2 separate regions of the Mus musculus genome follow, and region 2 is linked to region 1. Evidence: chromatin contacts called from public promoter capture Hi-C data. All regions are on one chromosome and are shown on one strand. Each heading gives the region's core, a stretch centred on a gene start, on an enhancer-like site or on the middle of the called end of the contact. The rest is flanking DNA. Distances are from core to core; before and after follow the strand shown. Region 1 has its middle 20 kb from the start of Tiam1. Region 2 has its middle 17 kb from the start of Scaf4.

Region 1 (3,596 bases), core at 603-3,102:
ACACCTTTAATCCTAGCACTTGGGAGGCAGAGGCAGGCGGATTTCTGAGTTTGAGGCCAGCCTGGTCTACAAAGTGAGTTCCAGGACAGCCAGGGCTATACAGAGAAACCCTGTCTCAAAAAAACCAAAAAACCCTCTTCCTGTCACAACATTTATCATAGTTATATTAGATTACAAAATCTGTCTGCCTCTTTCTGTGTATATGTCTCTTTCTATATGTCTCTGTGTGTGTGTCTCTGTGCGTGTGTCTCTGTGTGTGTGTCTCTGTTCGTGTCTCTCTGTGTGTGTCTGTCTCTGTACTTTTATCTCTTACCAGAAAACACAAGGATTCAAGCATTTTAACTCTTTTTATCTTCTCCTGTTTTTTTGGTAATACGACACTGTTACAGATACCATTGTATCTTTTTCTTTATTTTTATTTATACCTGTAGCTGTAATTGATGTGGTCATACCTCAGCCTGTCTTGTTGTACTCCCGTCTGCTGAGGTGGCGTTCGGCTGGCCGGGAGGTTCATTTAGACCTTGGTTCATCGTCTCCTGCTGCTTCTTGCTCGTGTTGGGAACTTGGATTTTTAGCTAACCTCCTGTCTGGAGGGCATCGTGTAATTTTCCCCTCTGTCCCTGCCTTTTCTGACTCTGCTGTAACACTCAGAGCATTTGCGGCTGTATTCTATGAGGTTGTAGGACTTCGAGTCTGGCGGTTGCTGCATTTGGGACCATATCTAGCCTATTTCAGCCACCCACTTTTTTTTTCCCCACTCTGTGATAAACCTCTTTGTTCCATGTTCGCGGAGTTGGCCTCATGCTAGAAACCTATATGAACATAAACGTTGGCTCCTCCTACCGATGCCTCCTTACTGCTGGGGTTACAGGACCGTGCTGTCACCCTGTCCTTAGCTTCTCTCTCTCTCTCTTTCACCCCTCTCCCCACTTCTGTGCCTTATTCTATTTTATCAGTGATGTGAAAATGAGACATACTTTGTTCCCTCAACAAGTTTTTTTTTTTTTTTTTTTTGGTTTTGTTTTTTCAAGACAGGGTTTCTCTGTGTAGCCTTTGCTGTCCTGGAAATAACTCTGTAGACCAGGCTAGCCTTGAACTCAGAAATCCTCCTGCCTCTGCCTCCCAAGTACTGGGATTAAAGGCATGAGCCACTATTACCTGGCTTCAACAAGTCTTTTTATCTTTAGGCTCCATGACACGCCAGACACTGACATCAATCTAGGTTCTTGGTCATTGGAAATACAGAGATTCTCATCTCTGTAGATTGCTTCTAAACAATAAAAACCTGTTCGCTACTGATTAGTACCCACTGTTGGTTATTTCTTCATTTTATATTAATAACCGAATGACCTAGGCTATAAAGAGGTGGTGGGTGTTCCTGACAACGTGACAGAGTAGCTTCTCTGGGTGGATGGGCTATTCTGAGGGGAAGAGGAAGAAATTTGGGGACTGCTTGATGAAGACGTAAAGCAGGCAGGCATGTTTGAGAAAGAAAGTGTCCAGAAAGTTCAGTCGCATCAAGTGGGGCAAGTGTGGCTTCCTTGGCAAGAACAAGAATGGGAGGGACAGGAGACATAGGCAGAGAAGCAGTGATGGTGTCCAGCTCTACAGGGCCTGCTGAGGCTCTTACCCCTGAGCAGAGGAACCATGGATCCAACCCATGGTTTTAGAGATCCAAGTAGAGTGGGCTGCAGAGAGCAGAAAAGAAAGGGAGACAGCTCCCACCCCCACCCCCATGAAGAAGCTTTTGTATAATTCTGTAGAGAGCGTCCTGGCCAGGTTCTGCTGACTGCAAAGTACGGAGAAAAGAGATTCAGATTTGCTCCTTTCTTTGAAGAGGGTGCAATAGAATTTTCTGACTAATTTGATGTGGGTTGCGAAAGAGATGTGCAAACCGCTCCTCGCTGCAGTTCAGCCTGAGCCACTGGGAGGGTTGAGTTCCCCTTGCTGGGCTGGGAAGGTTGCCTGGAAGGAAGGATTAGCTCACACTTGGGTATCTGAACATGGTCTCATGCAGGGAGAGGCAGTGTCCCGACGCCTGTGGAGAGATACCAGGAAGTCTTGGTATTTGATAGTCATGAGGCAGGCTGGGATCTCCGAGGACAGTAAGATGGTGACATTTAGGAGGAAGATCGTTCTCAGGAGAATCAGCCTTTTAGAATGGGTGGGGAGAGGATGCATGCTTGGGCAGAGACATCACACTGTTCTATAGGGCCACCTGTCAGTGAGCTAAGAGCACCTGTCATAGTTGATCTCTGGATGCCTCTACCCCTCCTGATTCAGTCACCATGGGGTGCCCACTATTCATAGTCCTTCCCTGAGAGAGCAAGTCCTTCCCTGAAATAGGATCTGGGTCAGTGCGTATCCCATCCCGAAACACTGAGTGCAGACTGAAAAGGCAATCTTTGTCTTCTTGAGGCTCCAGAACTGTCCAATACGGAGAAGAGGAGTCAGCAGAAGCAACTGGCGGGATCGAAGGATCATGGCGGCTGGCAAGGGCAGAAATCATAGCATTGTAAGTGCATAAGGTTGCGTCAACCATGGCGAAGATGGAGAGGAAGAAGCATTAGGTTTGCCACTTTGTAGGTCGGAGAGGAACATGGCAGTGGACGGCAGTCTAGATGCCTTGGAGTCAAGAGAAAGGGAAAAGAATAGGGCCCAGTTGACAATGAGTGTGAGGTCTATTCCTGGTTGTCCACTTGACTGCTTCTGGAATGAAGTATAGTCTATAGATGGAGGGACGCCTGTGATCCAGAGCTTGAGGCATAGCAGCCAAGAAAAGCTTAGGCCCAGGCAAGGTTGTACACACCTTTAATCCCTGGAGGCAGAGGCAAGCAGATCTTTGGGTTCAAGGTCAGCCTGGGACAGAGCAAGTTCCAAATTCAGGCCTGGTGGTACACACCTTTAAGTTGGGCCGTATCTTCTGCTGGAGGCCTACATAAGGACAATGGAAAAAGGAAGCATTTCTTCCTTGTCTGGTTGCACTTATGTGCCAGCACATCTGTTGGAACCCACTTCTTCAGGATTCCAGTTTATACAGAAGATCGGCTGAAACACCTAGCCTTGTGGGACTGAGCAACTACTAGATTCTTGGACTTCCATTCATAGCTGCCCATTGTTGTGTTAACTGGACTGCAGCCTATAAGTCATTCCATTAATTCCCCTTAATCTATAGAGACATTCCATAAGTTCTGTGACTCTAGAGAACCCTGACTAACCCAACAAGCAACCCCAAGACTTTTTGGATGAGAAAGCAAGAACAGAGCGATTTGTGTATTTATAATTTGAGCACACTGAGAACGATGTGTGGAGTACTGATTGAGTCTGGGTGGGGTGGGAAGGAGTCTCAGTTGGTGAGTCTGGCTCTAGATATGATTGCTACCTATGTGTACAAGAAGTTGGGAGTGTGTAGATGCAGACAGAGCCTTGCTGGGGGCTATGTAGCCTTTCAAGTTTGTGGAAGTCACTCTGAGTTTCTCCAAGAATTAGATAAAAGGTTGTCTGCGGACAGAAGAAATGAGAAAAAACGCCTGGAGATTTGGGTAGAAAGAGAACATGTAAACTTGATCAGTGTGCAGGTTAAGAAACTGGAGATT
Region 2 (3,596 bases), core at 736-3,235, 320 kb before region 1:
TTACTCTTAGAAAGCTAATTATGTCCTGTGCCTTATCGTAGTAGTGGAAATTTGACTGACAGGTCCCTGTCAGCAGGAGATATGTCCCGGTGTTCAAGTATATGCACCTGCAAATGCTTGAAAGTATGATCAGTACCAACCGCTTTGGATACTGCATATCTTTCCCCATGTATCCACACCTCAACAAAAAAATTTTTTTCTTTCCAGAGCCGAGGACCAAACCCAGGGCCTTGTGCTTGCTAGGCAAGCGCTCGACCACTGAGCTAAATCCCCAACCCCTCCTCAACAAAATTTAACACCTATGGCTGGAGAGATGGCTCAGTGGCTAAGAGCATAGACTGCTCTTCCAGAGGTCCTGAGTTCAGTTCCCAGCAACCACGTGGTGGCTCACAACCATCTGTAATGGGATCTGACGCCCTCTTCTGGTGTGTCTGAACACAGCAACAGCATACTTACATATATAAAATAAATAAATACATCATAAAAAATAAATCCAGATATAGTAACAAACAAACAAAAAAGACACTCACAATAAAAGAGAACTCATAATAAAATAGAACAATGATGATGGCATATTATAATAGATAACAAAATTACCAGGGCCACTATTCTTTTTTTGTTTGTTTGTTTGTTTGTTTGTTTGGGTTTTTTTTCGAGACAGGGTTTCTCTGTGTAGCCCTGGCTGTCCTAGAACTCACTTTGTAGACCAGGCTGGCCTGGAACTAAGAAATCCATCTGCCTCTGCCTCCTGAGTGCTGGGATTAAAGGCGTGTGCCACCACACACCCGGCCCAGGGCCACTATTCTTGCATGTAGGGGCTGCTACTAAAGTAAAACAGGAGTTACTTGAATGGAGGCACTGGGAACCTTAGATGGTTGTTATGGTAACTGAGATAGCTGCTCACTGATGACTTGGTAGTGTACACAGCACGGATACACGGGACCAAGGGGTGGTTCTCATCCTCAGCAAGACACCGTGGAACAGACCGGACACACGGTAAGCATACACTCCACCCGTGGGCAACAGCCCAGCCTTTTACAGTCATCTGTACGACATCCACGAAGGGAATCCCCACGAGAGTTCTACTGGATCACTCTGCACACTCGAAGGTCTGAGAAGGAGAAGGTGAAGTGGCTCACGCAAGGTCCCACAGCTGCTGAGCACCAGGGTAAGGCTCCACCTCAGAGCTCGTGGCAATCAACCAAGGTCTCTTTCAACCTGCCGGCAGTAAGCAAAGATTCACATAAAGCCACACAATAGGGAGCAGAGCTGGAGAGATGGCTCAGTGGCTTAGAGTACTGACTGCTCTTCCAGAGGTCCTGAGTTCAATTCCCAACAACCACATAGTGGCTCACAACCATCTGTAATAGGATCTGATGCCCTCTTCTGGTGTGTCTGAAGACAGTTATAGTGAACTTATAGAAATACAATAAATAAGCCGGTGCGTGGTGGCGCACGCCTTTAATCCCAGCACTTGGGAGGCAGAGGCAGGCGAATTTCTGAGTTCAAAGGCCAGCCTGGTCTACAAAGTGAGTTCCAGGACAGCCAGGGCTATACAGAGAAACTCTGTCTCACAACAACAACAACAACAACAACAGAAGAAGAAGAAGAAGAAGAAGAAGAAGAAGAAGAAGAAGAAGAAGAAGAAGAAGAAGAAGGAAAAGAAATACAATAAACAAATCTTTATAAAGGGGGGAGGGAGTGTGCTGGAAAGATGGCTCAGTGGTTAAGAGCACTGACTGCTCTTCCAGAGGTCCTGAGTTCAAATCCCAGCAACCACATGGTGGCTCGCAACCATCCGTGACGGGATCTAATGCTGTCTTCTGGTATGTCTGAAGACAGCTACAGTGTATATACGTATAATAAATAAATCTTTGGGCCGGAGTGAGAAGAAAAAAAAAAAGAAACATTCCTACTTGATTCAGATTACGAAACTGATTTGAGGAACAGAAACTTGGTCAAAGTTGCTGCACTGAAGCCAAAGAGAAAGTTGAACGCTTGAAATAGGAAGGTCTGTCGTGTGACTGAGAGCATGAAAATTTCAGCAGGTGCTTGTCAAAAAAGTCTTCTACTCAGATTTGGCAACTCTCAGTTCTAATACAGACTTCTCCGTGAGACGACGGATAATGGAAGGGAGCAGTCATTTGCAAAGCCACAGTTATTCTTCTGTGGCAGCTTCACAAAAGTCCTGTGACCAGCCTAGAAACTGCTTCACCCATATCTCCACTCTTTTTCCTTTCCTTTTCTTTTCTTTTCTTTTCTTTTCTTTTTTTTTTTTTTTTCGAGACAGGGTTTCTCTGTATAACCCTGGCTGTCCAATGGCGCTGCTGGAGTGGTCTTGTTTGCAGTCTATTGCTATGAGAACCACAGTAGCACTGTGGCCAAAAGCAAGTTAGGGAGAAAAGGGTCACACTTCATTCAAGGTAGGACTGTGGAGGCAAAGAACTGAGGCAGAGGCCTAGGAGGGGCGCTGCTTACTGGCTTGCTCCCCGTGGTCTGCTCAGCCTGCATTTTTTTTTAAGATTTATTTATTCAATTCGGGCATGGAAGCTGGGCGTGGTGGTGCACGCCTTTAATCCCAGCACTCGGGAGGCAAAGGCAGGCTGATTTCTGAGTTTGAGGCCAGCCTGGTCTACAGAGTGAGTTCCAGGACAGCCAGGGCTACACAGAGAAACCCTGTCTTAAAAATATATATATTGGGCTGGTGAGATGGCTCAGTGGGTAAGAGCACCCAACTGCTCTTCCGAAGGTCAGGAGTTCAAATCCCAGCAACCACATGGTGGCTCAGATCTGACTCCCTCTTCTGGAGTGTCTGAGGGCAGCTACAGTGTACTTACATATAATAAATAAATAAATCTTTAAAAAAAGAGGAAAAAATATATATATTTATTGTATGTATATGAGTACACCATTGATCTCTTCAGACACACCTGAAGAGGGCATCAGATCCCATTACAGATGGTCATGAGCCACCATGTGGTTGCTGGGAATTGCACTCAGGACCTCTGGAAAAGCAGTCGGTGCTCTTAACCACTGAGCCATCTCTCCAGCCACTCCCCCCCACAACCTGCATTCTTATGCAACTCAGGGCCACCTTCCCAGGAGTTGTACCCCCAACAGTGGGCTGGGGCCTCTCCCAAAATCATTACTACATAGAATGGACCCCAGACTTGCATACAAGCTAATCTGATAGAGGTATTTTTCTCAATGGAGGTTTCTGTTAAGTTTCAAATCCTAGGCTAATAGCTGAGGTGCCTATTTAACATATCAAAGCAGACCTGGGCTCCAGGTTCTCCCAGCATCCTTCAGTTCCTACCTATCACAGAGTCTGGCTGACTTATGCTCCCCTCTACCCCAACTCTCCAGACCAGGGGTTAAGCTGCCCATCCCCCAGGCTCTTCCCTCTGTAAATCAGACATTTTGGTTACCTGCCCCTGTTTTGTATCTTGGGCCTCCTGGCTGCCACACTTGGTTCTCCTCTCTCCCTTCCTCTCATGTTCCCCCTACATAGTTCAGGGTCATGACCTCTCTGGGTTCTCCCAGATGTGTCTGTCCCTGGCTAAGCTCTCCCACATCTCTATAATAAACTTTCACCT

What was found. Capture Hi-C pulls out chosen DNA fragments and counts their contacts.
Region 2: a promoter capture Hi-C map of adipose tissue shows a contact between it and region 1. The contact joins two enhancer-like sites. A contact is called at or near these places in 2 of 9 other capture datasets (adipose tissue and liver).

What each region holds. Positions count from the first base shown.
Region 1 is chr16:89,978,902-89,982,497 of GRCm38.p6, reverse strand. It overlaps a transcript of Tiam1 not described here. Among named protein-coding and RNA genes, the nearest start is that of Tiam1, 20 kb to the right of the region's middle. Within about 2 kb of position 1,852, at least 18 of the 459 cell types and tissues checked have an H3K27ac peak or open chromatin away from gene starts, as enhancers often do. A contact at or near this core is called in adipose tissue, where this site is marked.
Region 2 is chr16:90,299,485-90,303,080 of GRCm38.p6, reverse strand. No RefSeq gene overlaps it. Among named protein-coding and RNA genes, the nearest start is that of Scaf4, 17 kb to the right of the region's middle. Within about 2 kb of position 1,985, at least 45 of the 459 cell types and tissues checked have an H3K27ac peak or open chromatin away from gene starts, as enhancers often do. A contact at or near this core is called in adipose tissue, where this site is marked.